Linked DNA regions of Bicyclus anynana: region 1 is linked to region 2. A link is a contact called in public Hi-C data. All regions are on one chromosome and are shown on one strand. The core of a region is the stretch at or near the end of the contact, and the rest is flanking DNA. Distances in the headings are between cores, read along the strand shown.

What was found. A called contact is a pair of places that touch in the nucleus more often than the background predicts.
Region 1: a Hi-C map of whole larva shows a contact between it and region 2, with 2.4 times the contacts expected there. The contact joins two enhancer-like sites. A contact is called at or near these places in 2 of 2 Hi-C or Micro-C datasets (whole body and whole larva).

What each region holds. Positions count from the first base shown.
Region 1 is chr12:10,459,588-10,464,214 of ilBicAnyn1.1, forward strand. The region is part of intron 3 of LOC112054017 (protein roadkill); the gene reads left to right. Among protein-coding and RNA genes, the nearest start is that of LOC112054018, 21 kb to the right of the region's middle. Within about 2 kb of position 2,569, at least 8 of the 8 cell types and tissues checked have open chromatin away from gene starts, as enhancers often do.
Region 2 is chr12:10,423,521-10,428,071 of ilBicAnyn1.1, forward strand. All of the region lies in intron 2 of LOC112054017 (protein roadkill), which reads left to right. Among protein-coding and RNA genes, the nearest start is that of LOC112054017, 38 kb to the left of the region's middle. Within about 2 kb of position 3,096, at least 4 of the 8 cell types and tissues checked have open chromatin away from gene starts, as enhancers often do.

The DNA of each region.
Region 1 (4,627 bases), core at 1,319-3,818, 36 kb after region 2:
TACAATAGGCACTAGGTACATTTGTTAATAAATTAATTAAACAAATAAAAAAACCCGACTGCATAAAGTATAAAAAAACTGAAAAGAAAAAAAACAAGCTCAGTCCAGAAGTGTAGAAAGCAATTAGAAAACAGTCGGGACCTATTAAATAATGTAGAAGAAAATCATTCTATCCAATATCTAAGGTCCCGACTGTTTTCTAATTGCTTTCTTCACTTCTGGACTGAGCTTGTTTTTTTTCTTTTCAGTTTTTTTATACTTTATGCAGTCGGGTTTTTTTATTTGTTTAATTAATTTATTTATTTCACACTTTTTAGTTACAATAGGTGGTTAATTTCGGATTTATTTATTACGTTTATTACAAAGAACGATAAGTTATACGTCCAACCGTGGTTAAGCAAATATTCAAAAAAACCTACGGAACGCTCGGTGGGCGAATCCGACTCGCACTTGGCGGATTTTTATAATCAATATATTTAATTTAGTCAGTTCAGTTTATAACTTCACCTCACAAACCTGCTCGCACCTATAGTCATCCGCCTCGCGTATTTTGTATAGACAACTAATAAATACCGTTTTTCTAATTGTAGTTTTTTTTAAACATGGCCATTATATACCATTTTAGAATCCTCACAAAAAGCTCTTCAATTTGACACCCATATTGCAATATTAGGAAAAAAAAAAATTTTTTTCACCTCGAGTCTATAGCGTCTCACAGTCGTCTTGTTATTTTTTTTTTAGTTTCACCTATCTAAGAACACTTGGGTTATTGAGACAAATCTAACGATATCCTAATTACGTAAATCCGTTCAGTGGTTTGGAAGGTATGAGGTAATAAAGAATATTACATACATACATACATACATATATACATACATACATACATACAAGATACGCGCGAAAAACATAACCCTACTTGCAGTCGGGTAAAAAGACCAATGTGGTGGTTAGTTAGTAACTTGAAAAGAAATATTGATATCTCATACTTTTCGTAGTAACGTCAATTTTTATTTTGCATTTAAAATCCATTTAACAATGGATATTAATAGCATTAATTTTATTGTTAACAAGAATAACTTACCACTAATAATGTAAATACGAGTATACTAATTTAAGTAACTGTAATTAAAGTATTTTTAAATTACGTATCGTTATCATGTCAATTATATCTTCTATCAGCTGTCTTGGATTTTTTTTTGTACATATTGATTAGCGATTTACTATGATCTCATTCGATGATACGGTAGGAGTAATGACAGTAGGTAGCTTACTTTTAAGAAGCAATAACATTAACAACGTTGAGATACATATACATAGGTACCAGTGGCGAAGGATGGAATTTTGACGAAGGTAAGCCGTGCCAGAGAGAAGGAAATTCATACCGCTTGATAATAACTCCGGTTTCTCTTACATCTTTACATATTCATTATTATGTATTGCTTTTTAAAAGGTAACCCGACGGGAATCGGCCTATATTATGGACTTTTCGCCGATGGTAGATATCTATAATATGCGTCAAACATTTAGTCAGCTCTAAAGTTGCAAACTGTGCCAATATTACCCTGTTGGGATATATTGGACACTGCACCTATATGCCCTTTCTTCAAAGCGCACTTGAATTATCCATATCCATATTAAATTGTAGAGAGCCACGGCCGAAGTGATGTAAAGCAATTTATGTTAAATACTCGTATGGGTGATTCTAGAAACTTGAGCCTAGTACCTATCCAATATAAATAAACCTATCCAAGTAAATATATAATTATTTTTATTTTCTCCATAGGTAGTTCTTATTGCAAGCGTTACTGGTATAATTATAATTATTAATTATTAATTTATTAGGTCGGTAGGTAAGCGTACAGGAAACTGAATGCGTAAATACATTGACCACAATTGTGTCATAATTACTTGACTATTATGGATGGAACCATAATAAATAACCTTGTTACTAAATACAAAATGTCGAATATATAATAATATCAAAACTTTTTTTTCTCTTTCATTTATTATGTAAGTAGTTATATTTAGAGTAAACCACATAAAACATAGGTAACAAACACAGAAGCGTAACTAAGTCTGAAAACAGTAACAATTAATATTAATTGTCACTGTTTCGTTAATTAATTATCTTCATCGATTTGTAAGTTACTTCTTTTATGATATAATGTTTAGAAAATAAATGTATTTCACCGCCAATATGACTAAGCTCTTGTAAATATGTAACAATATTAATTAGTAGAAAATAGGTAAATAAATTCCTAGTAAATAGGTATTGCTTAAAAGGATACCGTTAGTTTAGTAGTTAAAGTTATTAGTTAGTAGGTGGGAGGTACCTAAATACGAGTAACAATTTCAATATATAGATGGAGGTATTATGTATACAATATATTAAGGTTCCGATGGTCAAAATAAAAACCTTGGGTTTCGCGATGGATATAGTTGTAATCCAAGAAAGCGGGGATGATGCGGGCGGCCTTGCGGCGGGTCGGTGACCGGCCGAAGACCCCAGCAGCACCGCAAGCTCGCAGGCCGGCAAGCAAGCAACGGTCGGGGGCAACGACCAAGCCCCAGCGCACCGCCTAGGCCTGACCTCGGAGTGCCCATGTGCCCACCTCGTCGTGCCGAGGGCCCCCACGTGTATACTCCGACGTCTCCGACTGACTGAACCTTTACGAGCTTTTATTTACGAGTACTTGTCAACCAACTAGTAATACTGTTAGCTAAAATTTTTTTTTTTATTCTTTACAAGTTAGCACTTGACTGCAACCTCACCTGATGGTAAGTGATGATGCAGTCTAAGATGGTAGCGGGCTAACTTGTTAGGAGGAGGATGAAAATCCACACCCCTTTTCGGTTTTTACACATCATCGTACCGGAACGCTAAATTGCTAAAACTAGCCACGGCCGAAGCCTCCCACCAGCCATAAAACGAAATTACAGTTCAATCGTTGTATCACACCTTTGGTGGTAATTCATTACTATGGTATTATATGGAGCTGGTATGATGATGGAATCGCATAGTGCGAGTAGGAGCTCCTAAACAAAACAAATTCAATTGCTCTACTTTGGGTTATTTATTTTAGCAGCTGCTTATCTAATTTGGCTTCTTTTTTCATCTTCTCTCTTCTGCGAGTTAAATTCCGTACATCGCTGCAACGTGTCGTTGATATAATTTCATATTGCTTACAAATGCGCTAATGGACTCGAAATCGCGATCAACGAACTATCTGGCACTGCCAACACTACGAACAGTCAGTACATTATCAATGAGTACATTACACATATTAGAGAGAGAGAGAGAGAGAGAGAGCTATTTAAGAAAGTAATCTAATATGAAACGAATACCAGTATTATTGTCTCCAAAACGAACAAAAGGGTTTTTATAAATACATTTATAGGTATGTATAGTGAAACATTCTGATTTCCGAAACTAATAAACGGATTTTTCTAATACATATATATCTATACTAATATTATAAAGTTGAAGAGTACGTTTGTTTGTTTGTTTGATTAAACGCGCAAATCTCAGGAACTACTGGTCCAATTTGAAAAATTCTTTCAGTGTTAGATAGCCCATTTATCGAGGAAGGCTATAGGCTATATATCATCCCCGTATTCTTACGGGAATGGAAACCACGCGGGTGAAACCGCGCGGCGATATAGGTTACATGTCAATCTTTGATTCTCCAAGATCGAATGAAGAAAATAAATAGACAAGTAAGAAAACATACTCGTGTCTAACCATCTCAAATGGGACAATAACTCAACCGTTATAAAATTGGCAAACGCCTTGGGTCGTAAACCGCGCTACATCATTCTAATCTAAAGTTATTTGTACAACATAGGTGAGCAAAGGGTTACTCACGCTTTTATTTGTCGTAAACTTGTTGTCAGGTGTTCGAAGTGGTCGCTTCTTCAATAGACGTAAAATGTATAAAATATACAACGCGGTTTCGTAGTGGTTTGGAACTGTGGAGATATTAAACTGTATATAATATGTATTATATACTCAGACCAATTATTGTATAGGACCTGCCTCGCTAGACGTTACTTTTCTGTCAAAGTATATGATCAACGATCTAATGCGATTATAAAAACTGTCTCTATAGAATCGATGTTAAATAGTTGTAATCTTGTTCGTCGGTTAAAGAGCTCCGTAAAAATACCTTTTTGTGTAATTGAATTGTTTAAAAAACGGGCAAAAACTTCTGGTTTAGTATAAGATATATACCAAATCTAAGGTCGTTTTCTTCAGAAAATGACAGACAATTTTGTTCGTGACTATGAGTGCGATACAGGTCCTTCTATAATTGGTCTGAGATTATATACTAGTAGTCTGTAGTATGTGGAATTGAAACTGGTTTATGCGGGACATGTGTGATCTCGTTCTCAGATTTTCTTTTATAGATAAAAGGCAAAAATATATATGATTTAACGTGGTTTAAACCCTAGCACATTCTAGTTCTACTATTGTTTGCTAAAATTGAATCAAGTCTAACCATACAAATCACTACATTCAAATTATAAGAAATCAGCGTATTATACAATATAAACAGCCTTTTTAAAACTCTTTGTAAAACGGATTTTTGAGATCCATTCAAAATATTACCTCTATTGATCCAGCTTA
Region 2 (4,551 bases), core at 1,846-4,345:
ATACACAGTTAATCTCGTTTCTATTTTATATACTCTTAGATTATATGTCTAAATAATATAAACTTTGTATTGAAATGTTGAGAATTTAGCTCAGGGCGTGTTTACTTGCAACTTGATTGTGTAGGAATAAGTTCCGTAAGTTTATGTCGCAAGAGTAGGTTTGATTTGACGCAAAAGGGCCCGTTGAACCACGTTCACAATAATCAGGACCATTCTTTTCTCCTGTTAAGAAACTAGATAGTTCAGGCTTGGATATTCTTACATAATCATTATTGGGAAACTGTATACGTTTTGCTTTCGAAACAACTTGCATTAAATTTTCTAAGTTTTAAATGGGAGATTATAATATGAGATTATTTAAATCGTAAATTAGTAGTGCCATTTGATTTATAACTGAGATTCATATATAGATCCATCAATCGCAGCTTTTATTAACATTTATGCGGGTTATAGTTTAGTATTTTTTCTACATTTTTATTATATTCTAAAAGAATAGTCATAGCAAATGACTAGCAAAAAATTTTATACGTGTCACTGCTCACTGCTTCAGTCTGATTAAAATGAAGCAAATTTATCTTCGAGTGCTGATATTGTTTACTCATATACAAGGGGAGAGTAGAATGAGAAAACATTAACCGTTTATTGTTGCTGTGGAGTACTTACTATATTTTTCAACCGAACCGTATTCGTTCATGACTTTCTGTAAGGAATTCTACGATGATTTATTTCAAACTTTCTATAATTTATCTTTTGAAAACAACTTCGAGGCATATTTAAAATGTTACACTGTATCTTATGTGCTTTAATTTATGGAACATAGTCTTGCGTTTGACAATGCCGTTCAAAGCTTAATGTATGCATATAGTAGGTAGATAAGTAGATATGTACATATATGTAATATAAAATCGAAAATTTGTGAAATTTTGCATATACCTACCGATGGAAAGTTGTCTTCGTCTCATATCTTCGGCTCGATGCATTGCGCCTTTCTTTCTTGATTGTCTTGATTTCACAATACATTGTTTGTACGTTCGTTTTCTACGTCAGTCTCTGCGATGAAATAGTTATAAATTTTATAATTAACAATAGTACATGTATTTTATATTTCAATTTAGGTGTAGTTTTCAATATATTATAGCAACTAATTTAAATGTTTCCAAGAGTCAAAAGCTGTTGAACCAACAACCGACATTGTTGCTTTTTGTACGTTTGATTTACGAGGATAGTGTATGTTGTATCGAGTTCTATTATTTGTATTGCTCTATTATTTGAAACCTTAACGTATTCATTGTGTAACTGTTAGTAAATGTCATGGTTTCCGTCTAACGTTGCCAGTGCTGTACAATCTTTATCATAAATCATCTGTAGTGGGACACTCCCTAGTCGCAAATGCCTAATTTTTAGATTATGCTATAACCGTGTTATGTCCATGTTAATGCGAGTTAAACCATTTATTAATAATAATACAAGAACCTCTTTGTTTTCTGAGTTTACATTTTAACTAAGGTATTTTAGCTGTACCTACTTGTTTATTTCTCAATGCATTTTTAAATATGATTTAAATTTTAAACAGACATGCTTTTCAAAATATGTCTAAATGGAACGAGTTTGTAATGCTTATCGTTTTCGTATGTATTGCATGTGCATATCTAAGTAAATGAAAACAATATAATGTACTTGTATATTTTAAACTCGGTACACAAAGCCGACTGAAAGTAATTGGGGTTTGACGAATACACGTATGTTCAAATAACTGTCTCGAAAGTAGCAAATGACCGATTAGTCGATTTGGAACATGGTTCTGTGGCACGTTAATTTGCCGAGGTGGCAATTCAGGACGGGGACATCGCGACGCACTCTGTGCTCACGAAGAGGCGTGGTGACCCATTTTGAGCGAAACACGAAATTGTGCTTCGAAGAATCGATGATATTATAACAACCGAATCTCGAGGCCTCCGCGGCGCTCCGCTGACGCTTCGGGATCTGTGTCAGGGTCCTCCCCCGTTGGCCCTAAACCCGCTCGCGGTGCCGATTGACCCGTAAAACTCGAACGTTTGTGTTTCCCTCCCTTACTCTTGTTTAGTGATTTTGGGGTCACTGCCTACCGATTTATGGTTCGGTGATCTTAAAACATTGATGCTAATAGTATTTTCATTTGGTGTTTGTAGATAGAACTTAACTACAAGCTAGTATTTGTATATTAATGTTTTACCTATGTATAATAACGTCGTCGCAATCGTAGAACCAAATTTTATGATCGATGATTTGCTTCATATTTCTGTTTCATAGTAAAATACCGTTGTAAAATTTACCTAAAAATTAATTAAGACAGACAAAAATTTAAACAGAAAAAGAAACAGGTGTATCGATGTTAAACAAAAGTCACACTCACATCATACCTACTTATTCCGGAAACATAATTAATTGTGTTTTCATGGCCGCAGTAGCTCTCGTTTACAAGAAAGTACTATACAAAATTTCTTGTAAAATTTGAGTAGATAATTTTTGATTAGATATTGTAAAACGCATAACACTAACGCGAGGGTAATAATACATACTAGACACATTCATGGGATGTCTGGTGAGAAAATCCCACTTCTGAACAATTTCAAGATTTCATATTCAAAGTTCATATCTCGGGTGAGATATGAAATAAAAATAGCAACGCAATTAACGCACATCATTCACTGAATTTTTATTAGAATGTCGGCCGCAATCCCCACTTCGATAAAGAAAAGTTGTTATTGTTGAGGTCGTATCGTGCGTTTTATAAATAAATTTCAATGTCCAAACTTGGATTTTGAATAATTTATGGTTCAGTTTAGATTCGCGAAAGTGACATAATGCAAAGATTACATTAGAAATAGAAAATTTTAAACATTTGAACTTTTTGTTTAGAGGATGTCAAAATTAAAATGTCACTAACAACGAAGTTACCATGGGAACGAACGTTGTCACAGCGTGACACAGAATACAGGGGCTGGAACTAAAATCAAGTGGTGATCGACCTTTGCGATTCTGTCACCTTCGCAGCAGAGCAGTCGGAGGCAGTGCCGGCATTGTCGCCTCCACGCCAATAGGAAGCGACACGGTCGCAGCTCGCTATTGGGCTTAAGGCCGCTTTCAATGTACCATCTTTTACCTTGTGCCCCTTACCGCGTATAGTGTGACCCGAAACCGACACTGGCCGCATTAGTTGTTTTAATGAAATATTATTTTATTATTATCTTCTATCTATTATATATACACTAATATTTTAAAGAGGAAACATTGTATACACTCGGGTATAACCGTGAAGTTTTGCTAGTCTGTATACGTTAGTGTTATTATTGTTAGAATTAATTTGTAGCTTTAGATTAGAACTTCCTAGCTTAGAAATTAAAACTAAGTGAGTACAATTGGTACAAGAAATTGACTTATTTGTACTAATTAATTAAGGACAGGGGCTTTATATCGTTATATTTCATTGTTATCTCAAGCTACTCGTATTTTATTATCGGGTCAAGTTTTATGTCCAGCAGTGGACGACCATCGATTGACAATGTTGATTTTATTATTAAGTCTGCCCTAGACCCTGTGTTTCCTAAATCTTAAGTTTCAGTTTATCTCTTCTATGAAAGAACGTTTCATATTATACCATTTACCATAAAGTGATCAACGCGAATCTGTGACATAAAAAAAACGTTGACTAACTTCGCCAATCATCTATACAATTTAAGACCGTTTCCTCACTTAACTATGCGCTCTTCTCTAGTCCACACAATGTGAATGTAGCTGATATCATCTAATAAAGAGGCTACTTAGTGAGCCTACAAATGCTCATGAATAGCACTTTACCCAATTTTTTTTCTACGTCACTCATTTGTCATGTAGGTCAAATGCATTACGATGTCAAAATTGACCCCGTTTTTGTTGCCGTGTACTAACTAGGCAATTGCGAGTATCGGCTTGATAAAGACACTATCTACGATACAGTTACTGTTATTTTTTATATTTAACCGACTTCCAAAAACCTTGGGAATCTTATACACGCGTGTACTTTATTTGAGTACTTACTTACCTATATCTGAATCGATTCCGATGCCCCATTTAAAAATGTTGCTATGAAAATTACTTATGCGTGTTTTTATCAAAAGCTTTGAATTAATAATACCTTAAACTAAAACCATTTATTTGAATTATCAGACTTAAAAGTAATTTTCTCTTTAAGCCAATTTATTATGTGCTGTTTGTCGTGGGACTAATTCAACATGCGTTTAAAACACTTAATTACTATTAAGGTTTTAGTTTTAACTTTCAAGTTAACAAATATCTTTTTTAAATTACTAAAATTAAAATGGGTTTGGAATTTAATTGGTAAAGTTAATAACTTAACTTATTAATGGAGTAAAATTAAACCTATATTACGAGTATTATTTTAAATTTTGGAATAATTGTATAACAATTTAAGATAAGCACGGTTGTTTTGATGTAACAAAAAGAATAACGGTTGTACGGTTCAATGTTAAGGATATATTATGTAAAAACTGGTACTATATATGCTTGAGAATT